2 separate regions of the Mus musculus genome follow, and region 2 is linked to region 1. A link is a contact called in public Hi-C data. All regions are on one chromosome and are shown on one strand. Each heading gives the region's core, a stretch centred on a gene start, on an enhancer-like site or on the middle of the called end of the contact. The rest is flanking DNA. Distances are from core to core; before and after follow the strand shown. Region 1 has its middle 60 kb from the start of Gm46758. Region 2 has its middle 27 kb from the start of Gm13982.

Region 1 (4,711 bases), core at 181-2,680:
TCGTTTGGAATTATACAAAACAAACAAAACAGAGGATCGGACTTCATTCGCTCCTTCATTGAATGTATTTGCCTAGCATAAGTATTGTTAAGGACCTGCTCTGAACACAGAACCTTTCCCATACTTCTAAACAAAACAAAACAAACAAACAACCCCCCCCCCCCCAAAGAGATCATGATGCTCAAGGCAGCACACGCCTGAACTCCAGCACTTGGGAGGTAGAGGCAGGCCGATCCGGAATATACCACCATTCTTGGCCACAGAGGGAAATTCAAGAACCAAGTCTCAGAAACACAACAAACAAAGCAAAGCTACAACAAAAGAATCCTGTTCTCTAGGAAGCACCTGCTGGGGAAGAGACAGACTTAACTCCTAGAGGAAAGAAAGCACTATAAAATCAACTAGAGAACTCAATGAAATCTTTTTATATGGGTGTTACTGGGCCTTCAGTTCACACACTTGCCCCATGGGTATATATATAAGGTGCCCACCTCCAATTTAGAAGGAATTCCATCCTTCTTCACGGAATCAGTTCCTGAGCCTTAAGATTTTCCCCGGTAACAAATGAGAACCGCTGTACCCAGAGCGGCTTTGTGAGTTGCCCAGTCACCCACTTTTCTCCAGGGGGGAAGGAAGAAACTCAAGAGTCTCAAAATAGCCCGGTCCTAGTCCTTCAACAAGTGCAGGTTACATCACTTTACAGGGCTGGTTGTGACATCACTTCTAGACCTGAACGCGGCCCACCCCACCACTGAGAAAATGGAAAATGCTGAGCCGCAGCCTCAGGACTTTTTCATCTAGAGGCAATTTCTGTCTGCCTAAACCTGACTGCAGGGCAGGTGGGTGCAGAGCCCAGCAAAGAAGCCTTTGAAAGCAGGAACCCAGGCTCTGCAGGTCAGCTTGGAGCAAGTCCAAACTGGGTTCTAGCCCGCACACACCCCCGCCCCCTGGTGACAAGCAATCTGTTTATGGGGACACTTTTGTGAGGTTACAGAATCTCTGCAAGAGAGGGAGCGGGTTCTGGCCTGGTTTCTAGGTAACCCGCCACACCAAGGTGCACAAACACGATCGGACAGAGAAGAGGGGTAAAAAGAGAAGCTGGACGGCCAGGGCCCCCTCCCGGGCCGCCGTGAAACGCGCTTTAATTGCTTCAAAGAGCCCTTCTCAATGGGGTTTCAGAGGCGCGGGAGCGGGTCCCCAGCGAGGGCTCCTTTCCGGCTGGCCAGCATTCCTGGGCGCTGCGAGGGGAGAGCCCGCGGCTCATTTCCATGCCTGTCGCATACTGCCTCCGTTGTGCCGGGCCGGGCCGCGAGGGGAGCGCGGCTGGCAGCGAACAAAGCCCCATTCATCCCCGGGGACGGCTTCCTCCCGGACCAGCCGCGGCCGCAGATGGGCTGGCTCGGGCACGCCATCCATCTCCAGGCCGGGGAGCGCGGCCCCGCCCGCGCACAGAGCGGTGATGCAGGGCGCCCCCGGGCTGCCGGACCCAGGCCTCCACGGAGGGGGAGAGGCTGTGCGGGGACAGGCGAACACTGAGGCTTTTCAGTCGGGAAATCCCGTGTCCTCGCCGGCTCCTTGAGAGCGAGGATGTCAGTTTCCACCGCCCTCTTCCCCACTCCGGCCCCCCGGGATGGTACGGTCCGTCTTCCCTGGTTGTGAAGGGACTTTGTTTCTCCTCTGTGGCCTCTGCAGTCCCCACGAAAGGGTCACTTCCTGACTTTTGTGTCTCTTCAATTCAGTGCCTTCAAAGTTCCTCCCCTCTGGTTGTGACTAAGTACATAATTGCGAGGCTTATCCATAAGGTTTTCCAGAATTCAAACATCCCTCCAGGTTAGTCTGGGACTGTAGCTTTGCAATAAACATCTTTTGTGTGTGTGTGTGTGTGTGTGTGTGTGTGTGTGGTTTTTTTTTTTTTTTTTTTTTGTCTTGTTTTGTTTCCTTTCCCTCTCCCCTGCTGGCCTGCGGGGAAACGCACTTGTTCCACAACTGTTTGCAGACTCCATGCGCTTTTCCTTTGGTCCCACGTGTTAGACCCCCCCACCAAAGAAAGCTACAGAACTCTAACGTCAAACAGAAGTGAGGCTAGGTCACTTTTCCTTCACTCTGAGGAAGCCCCTCCAGGCTGAGTTTCACAGCCCAAGACAGAAACAGGCTCCAGACACATTCCTCCCGGGCGGATGCAACAGGGCATGGCAGGATCAAACAGCCACCAGACACTGGAGAGACTGGCTCCAATCTATCCATCTTCCAGATAAGAAACGATAAGATCTGAGAGGGGAAAGGATTTGTTCACCTCAGGCGGAAGCTGGTTCATCTCAGTAAAAGACAAAAACAAAACAAAACAAAACTCAAAAAACACAACAATTAAAAAAAAAAACCTTCAAGAAAAATTATTATTCACCAAGTCAATTTGCTTTTCTGCTTATACTAAAAGAGAGCTCTCCTCCAGTGCAAGGGAATTGCTCCTATGTTTCTTTTACTTCCTGCATTTTGAACACCACTGGCCTCTCTCCAAAACAGACCTCTTTCCTCTCGAGGGGAATGAAAACCTTCAAAATGTTCACAAGCAGATAGAGTGACTCTGCACTCGTTATTTCTGAAGGTATGGGGGTGGGGAGAGAAAATTCCAAGTGCTTTACACAGGGCCTCCCTAATTCCTCACAGTAGGCTCTGAACTGGATTCTATAGCTTCCTCCCTTTCACTGAAAAAAAAGGAAACAAAGCTGAGAGAGACTGAGATTAACATTTTCACATTTTCAGGGTCACACATAGGTTAAATGGCCAAAACTGACTCTGAGCTCTTCCAGGCAGAGACGTTGTTTACACAGCCACAGGGCAACAAACCCGGGTACCGGGAGGCTCTGGGCGGATACCAGGTTGCCGGTGAGAGAACACCTCATCCTACCCAGAGGGGTGAGCTGACAGAGGACTTGATTTACCCGGGAATGCTTCTTCCGGAATGCAAAGTGCTAAATTAATTACCACTCCCTAGGCTGCCTTAGCATTTTCTCTTCCAAGGAATGCTCTGGAAATAATAGTTCCTTGGTTTTCTGTCAGGGAAACCTTGAGTTCAAAGTTCAGGCCTACCATTTCCAAGATGGGAGAGGTTTGAAAAGTTATTTGACTCCTCATCTATTAATCAGAGGAAATAAAAGCCATTTTTGTTCTTGTGAGGATTTAAATGAGCCAGCCCATGTAAATGCTTACCTCCACGTTTTCTTCATTATCATTTATATCAAGTCAGGTAGACAGCATTAAGCTTAATTTAAAGCAAGATTTTCTTTATAACAAAGAGTTACTGCTCACCCATATATATATATATATATATATATATATATATATATATATATGTATATATATATATCCTGTATTCTCTGGAAACTCTACATGGTGTCTCTTCATTCATCCCACAGTGGTTGCCTCAAATGTCGCCAGTCATCATGGCAGAAGGGACAAGAGAACACTGGAAAGTAATTAGAGCAGTAATGAGTGGTCAGATGGAAATACAGAATGACGTCACCCCTCAAAGCTCTTAAGAACCAATTCATGCCCCAGTCACTAACCCCAATGACTATAAAGCCAGGACCTGTATGTAATCCTGCTTTGTCCCCAGTCTGGGGAACACCAGAGGGTTAGGGTTAGGTCTGAAAACGCCTGTAACCAGCATTAATGAGGACCATCAAATAACACAGCTTTCCTTCCAGAGGATAAAAATACCAATCCTTTTTGAGACCTCCAACGTCACAGAGCTAGTCCATGACACTTCACAAAAGGTTTTGTCTTCTCAAGATTCTAGTTATGATAAAATTCAGCAATAGTTCCTGCCTACAACAAGCGACCAAAATTGTTTCTCTGCATTCTACCTCCCTGTAAACGGAAAAGCAAAGGTCACAGCGTAAGCTTCCCCTTCTACACACTGAGGCTGAGGGTCAGAGTGGGAAGAGCAGAAAACGTGAAGACAAGAGCAAAAGCAAGTTTCCACCAGGGAACTGAGGCTCCCCACAGGAAGTCCTGTTTGCCTGTCTTGTGATCCTAGCCCTTGGAAGGTAGAGGGAGGATTTGGAGTTCAAGGCCAGTCAGGGGTATATATAAGACCTGTTGTTTACTGCCAGCAAGCGCCCCCCCCCCCCGCACCCCCAAGTTAAAGGACTAAAAGAAGGATGCTACAGAAGACCTTGCCGTGGCAGTGAGGGCCACTGATACCTCCCTTTGCCAATGTGAGATCTGAAGCTGCATCTTGCAGAAGCAATTCTTCACAATTCGCTTGCCTTTGTGCTGGCAGTCTCCGAACAACTGGAAGGCATCTGGACTTCATTTGATGAGTGCTTTGCTCATAACCAAACCTCCATTTCTCTTGTTTTTTTTTTACTTCTGCTCATCTTCCTTCTCAAATCATCCCACTGTATTCGTGTGTGTGTGTGTGTGTGTGTGTGTGTGTGTGTGTGTCCATCCCTAGACCCTTGGTGCCATGGTAAGGGCATTGTTCTACAGAGACTTGTGCCCTGATGACTGCATCGGAAGGTGGCAGTGTTGAGTGGGGAGGTAGGGCTTAGTGGTAGGGAACAGAACAGCCCACCCTCATGAAAGGGGTAAGGCTGAGTGAGGCCCCACAGACTTCCAATGGCTTCTTGGGAGAGGAAGCTCTTGGGTGTCCGAGTACTTGACCTTCTTGCCCCTCAGCACTCCTCTTCTCAGGTCTCGGCTGCACTAT
Region 2 (4,968 bases), core at 697-3,196, 410 kb after region 1:
ATGACATGGGCCTTCCTGAGAATGAGGGCACCATTTTCTCCACTGGACTCTCTGTTAGGCTGGCACAGATACAGACCAGGCTTGAGAAAAGACAATTGGGCGAATGTAAGAACTTCAATTCAGCTCTATAGAGATAGATTGCTTTTGAGAAAGCATTGATAGGGGAGCCACTGGACTATGATTGAAACATTGACAGAACTGAAGCTTGAACAATGACATAAAACTAGGAGGTCCAACTGAACATATTTGAAAGCTGTATCCAATGTCTGTATTTTTAACTACTGGGGTACTGTTAAGGGCTTCGAGCTGATGGTCTAATTGTATATCCTAAGGAGGGATAGTGGAAACTAGTTGGTAGATAAAGATATGACTAGGTCAGGAAGGAGCATGAGTAAGGAATGGAAGAGGACTTGGACCACCCAGGAGATCAGAGGCTGCAAGGAGCAGCCTGTCTAGATGGGGATGGCTTTCTCTGTGTGACATCAGTCATCAAGATCAGAGCCAGGGGCTGAAGAATGGACTCAGCAGTTAAGAACACTGGCTCTTCTTCCATAGCCTCTCGGCTTGATTCCCAGGACCCACAGGGTGGCTCACAATGGTCTATAACTCCAGTTCCAGGGCTCTCTCCAGACCTCCTCAGACACTGCACATGTGTGGTACATGAATGCAGGCAAAACACAGATATACATTAAAACAAACAAACAAACAAACAAACAGACTAGGGGCCAGTATACTGTAGGCTTTGAGCTACATATGGTCCGCCATCTATTTTGTAAACAATAATTTATTTGGAAATATTGAATACCTATTCTTTTCTGTAATGTCTACAGCTGCTGTAGTGCACACTGGCAGAGTTCAGTAGTTGCAGCAGAGATCACTGGCCCTCAAAGTCTGAAGCATTTACTTCCTGGACCTTAAAAAGTAAAAGGTTTGCTGGTCCCTGACTAAGATGACCATGATATATGTATCTTACCTTACCTTGCCTCTTATGCTCAGCCATTGGCTTCTTTAAAGAGCAAGGCTTAACCATGAGCTCTGAGAGCTCTGGGCTACACTGTCTCCATCAGTCCTTCTTTTCCGTAAGCTTTGTTGTCAGTAGCAGTGGCAGCAGCCCAGGCGTGACCCTGGCTGTCAGAAGCAATGGGACATGGCCCCAGAATGCCTACTGAAAGAAAAATGTATGTCCCTAGCCAGGGACTATGCAGCTCAACTTCTTTAAGAGCTTGTGGGTGCATCCTTCTTGCAGTCCCAGCTGCTGGTAGCCAAGTCATCTGTCCCATGAGACCTTCCTCCAAGGACAGCTTAGCCTTTCTGATTTTTCTTAGCGAAAATTTAACAGCAGTGACAGACCCCTTTCAGAACATCAAGGAGGCCTTACACACACACACACACACACACACACACACACACACACACACACACACACACGGAGACCTGTCCGTGTCTCTGGAGGAAAACCTCACATTCTCAGCATGTGGCTTTTACCACCATCACTGTTGCTAGGTTACCTATCATCTGATTGGTATTTTCAAGATCCTGGTTGAAATCTCTTTGTTTCTGTAATCCTAAGGATGCTTGCTTCAGGTTTTGTGTTTTAAATGGAATCTGTGTTTGCGTCATATAAAAATGGGTTGTCATTTTCAACGGGCTAAAAATTCATCAAAACCCCATCCCTCAGTTGCTGACAGTGACGCAGAATTTCCATTTTGGCAAGGGGCCCAGCTTCAAGGCACTGGGTGAAATGGGAATTTCCTTGCTGACGTTTAAAAGCAGAGTGTTTTTCCCCTTGACCAACCCACTTGAAAATCATTGCTCACCTATAGATAGCTCCTATTTGTTTCTAAAATTAGATATTTGTTTGTAGGTTGTTTGCTATGACATCATCAGCCAAATCTACAGTGTCAGGCTGCCCGGGAGAAAACTAATTTCCTCTTGAAAACTGCAGTTCTAAAAGCTGCACATATCTCACCCTCCTTGTCAATAGGAACCGAAGAACACGTCACACCATGCTGAGTGCTATACCAGCAAACTACATAAAAAGGATCCCGCTCTTACGGCTAAAAATAAGTTACACGGGTGTAAGAACATCGGTGTGAACTGGCCATGGTGTGGCAGAAACAAAATTAACTTTCAGAATCTCTGAGCCATCATCCCTCAGCAGAAGACATGGGTAACTGTTCATACGGAGGAGCAAGCCATGTGTGTCAAGGTCTCTGAGCAGAGGAAAGATAGAGCAATTTCAAGAAGTTTCCAAGTCGCAAGTGGCAGGGGCAGGTGCTATGGAACTCAAGCAATGATTTTAAAAGATGCCGTTTGACACATAGGCAGTTCTAGACGTTGTGATTCAGGGAGTATTGCTGAGGCCAGTAGTCTTCTATAATACTATGTTGTCCCTCTATTCTCCCACATTATGGGAATGCTTAGCAAGTTTGTAGACATGCTTGGTTTTTGCAGTTGGAAAGAAGGATGCTGCTGACATGTGAGGAGTAGAAATCAAGGTTGCTATTAGATATCTAGCCATGAACATAACAGGTTTCTACAACAAAGAATGACCAAGCTCCAAGTAACAGCAGTGCAAAAGTGTAGGGAGAATATCTTGTGTCCTGTGTGGAAGCATCACCTATCAATAAAAAGCTGTTGGCCTGTTAGCAAAAGGCAGGAAATAAGAGGTGGGAGTTCCCGTAGAGAGGGGAGAGAGAGAGGGAGAGACAGGGATTCTGGGGAGTTACTCAGGTGCTGGAAGATTCGCCACTCAGTCTTGAGGAGATGGCATATGAAACTGAGGAGTAACTAGTCTTGTGGTAGATATAGAATAGAATCAACTGATTATATAAGTTAAGAGCTAGTCAGGGAACAAACTCAAACTATGGTCTAGTTATTTATTCATAAATAAATAAGCTTCCACATTGTTATTTGGAAACTGCGGCGTGGGTAGAAAAGCCTGTGGTTACACAAAAGTTAATACTGCATCTTTAGGATGCAATTCTGTCATGATGGATATAATGGCTAGTGTTGTTAACTTGACAAGATATAAAGTTATTTAGGAGGCCAATCTCTGAGCCTATGTGTGAGGAGTGATCTAGATTAGGTTGGCCTCCGAGCATGCCTGTGAGGAATAACGTTGGTTAATTAATTAATGCTAATTAATGTAGAAAGAGCTGCCCACTGTGGGTGGGACCATTCCCTGGACTGGGATCCCAGGCTGAATAAAGACAAGATAAGATGAGCACCAGCATTCTCTTCTTTCTGGTTGTGGATGTAGTGTGGCCAGATGCTTCCATTTTCTGATGCCATGGCTTCCTTGCCATGACTGGATCTTGCACTGGGAGCCAAAGTCAATCTTTCAGTCCTTCAGTTGCTTTTGTTAGCATATGTTATCATAGCAACAAGCGAAGAAACCAAGACTAAGGCTAATGATCTCACAGAGCAGTGTCTGTGGCAAGTTACTATTGTACAAGTATTAGTAGTGACGTGTCCACTGCTGTGAGACTTTGTCAAGTTTGTAGTAAGCAGTGAGACAGAGGAACACGCATGGATGTGATTTTCATTAGGCAGAGAGGTGAGACTTCAGGATTCCTTAAGGAAATGGAAAAGAAAAATATTTTATGTTCAGGCTTGAGAATGGAGAAGTTGAGTTTGGGATGAAATGACAAGGACAAAAAGAGGTAAATGGTCCTATGGAGGACAGAGGGTGGGTGACAGATGGGGACTACGACATGACCCAGCCTTCTTGGGCCATAGTCTAGGCTCTCCCTGTGGCTCACAGTCAGGTCCTGCTGCATGTATCCGCCCATCTCTGGAGAGAAGCGTTTGAATCATCACGCTGCCTCTCACCTCTTCTTCCTCATCTCATTCCCTGGAGACCTGCAGAAGAGTACTTCCGAGAACCCCCCAGGGATGCTCTTAGCATGTGAACAATATATGGGAAATGAGACGCTAGACAGAGGCAGGATCCTTTCCCAAATTATGCAACTGGCTGAAGGCACTCCTGTTGAAATCTAGTTAGGACTGCCCATAATCTGCATATCCACTTAATATTTGCATTGAGATTGCAGTATTAAGACACCTTAAAAACAAAACAAAAGCTATGGTATGAATTTGGAAAAAATGAAGTTATTTCTTCTCCTGAATTAGCAATCATATATGTAGAAAACCAACGTACAAGTTCAGCACTTGGGAAGGAGAGGACTGATAACCATGAGTTCAAGGTCAGTGAGGCTACATAGTGAGTTCAAGATCAACCTGGATGGCATAGCAAGACTCTGTCTAAAAACTAAAGGCTGCAGATGTCGCTCAGTAGGAGAGAATTAACTTTGTATGATCAGGGCCCAATCAATACTTAGCAATGAAAAAGAAGCAATGTCCAATTAAAATGCTAGAATTGAAGAAAGCTATACGCATATAAACATAAATATATACTAAAGATTACTTTTCTTCTCATTACAAAAACACCTAAAATGAGCATTGAGAAGATATTATATTCTTATTAGGAACAACAATTATAAAATATTTATAAGGGTGTACTTTATTCTTGTATATAAAGGCTTAGAATTGTAAGTAAAATTTTCTAAAACTTAATGTAAAAACTTCAAACTTAGGGAGATTATCAGATTTTGTTTCCTTTGGGAATTGTATAAAGTAATCTTAATGACGAATGTCCCAGAACAGCCAATAGTCATATTTAAACTGAAAGGAAGGGCTAAGCAAGGTGATGCACATACAACCCCAGCACTATAGAGGCGAGACCAGAAGGAAGGCAGCTTAAAGTATTCCTCAGCTGCGGAGCACTGTAAGGCCAGCCTGGGCTACACGAGGGAGACCTTGTCTCAAGAAAAAGAAGGAGGAGGAGAAGAAGAAGCTTCATAGAGCTTCCAGGCTAGCCTGGGCTACATGAGGGAGAACTTGTTTCAAAAAAAAAAAGCAGAGGAGGAGAAGGCATTTTAAAAGGATATGCTATCTTTTATTGTA

What was found. A called contact is a pair of places that touch in the nucleus more often than the background predicts.
Region 2: a contact with region 1 is called in a Hi-C map of cortical neurons, with 4 times the contacts expected there. The contact joins two enhancer-like sites. A contact is called at or near these places in 1 of 39 promoter capture datasets (neural stem cells) and 1 of 484 Hi-C or Micro-C datasets (cortical neurons).

Annotation. Positions count from the first base shown.
Region 1 is chr2:116,974,466-116,979,176 of GRCm38.p6, forward strand. No RefSeq gene overlaps it. Among named protein-coding and RNA genes, the nearest start is that of Gm46758, 60 kb to the left of the region's middle. Within about 2 kb of position 1,431, at least 300 of the 459 cell types and tissues checked have an H3K27ac peak or open chromatin away from gene starts, as enhancers often do. A contact at or near this core is called in cortical neurons, where this site is marked.
Region 2 is chr2:117,388,530-117,393,497 of GRCm38.p6, forward strand. No RefSeq gene overlaps it. Among named protein-coding and RNA genes, the nearest start is that of Gm13982, 27 kb to the right of the region's middle. Within about 2 kb of position 1,947, at least 31 of the 459 cell types and tissues checked have an H3K27ac peak or open chromatin away from gene starts, as enhancers often do. A contact at or near this core is called in cortical neurons, where this site is marked.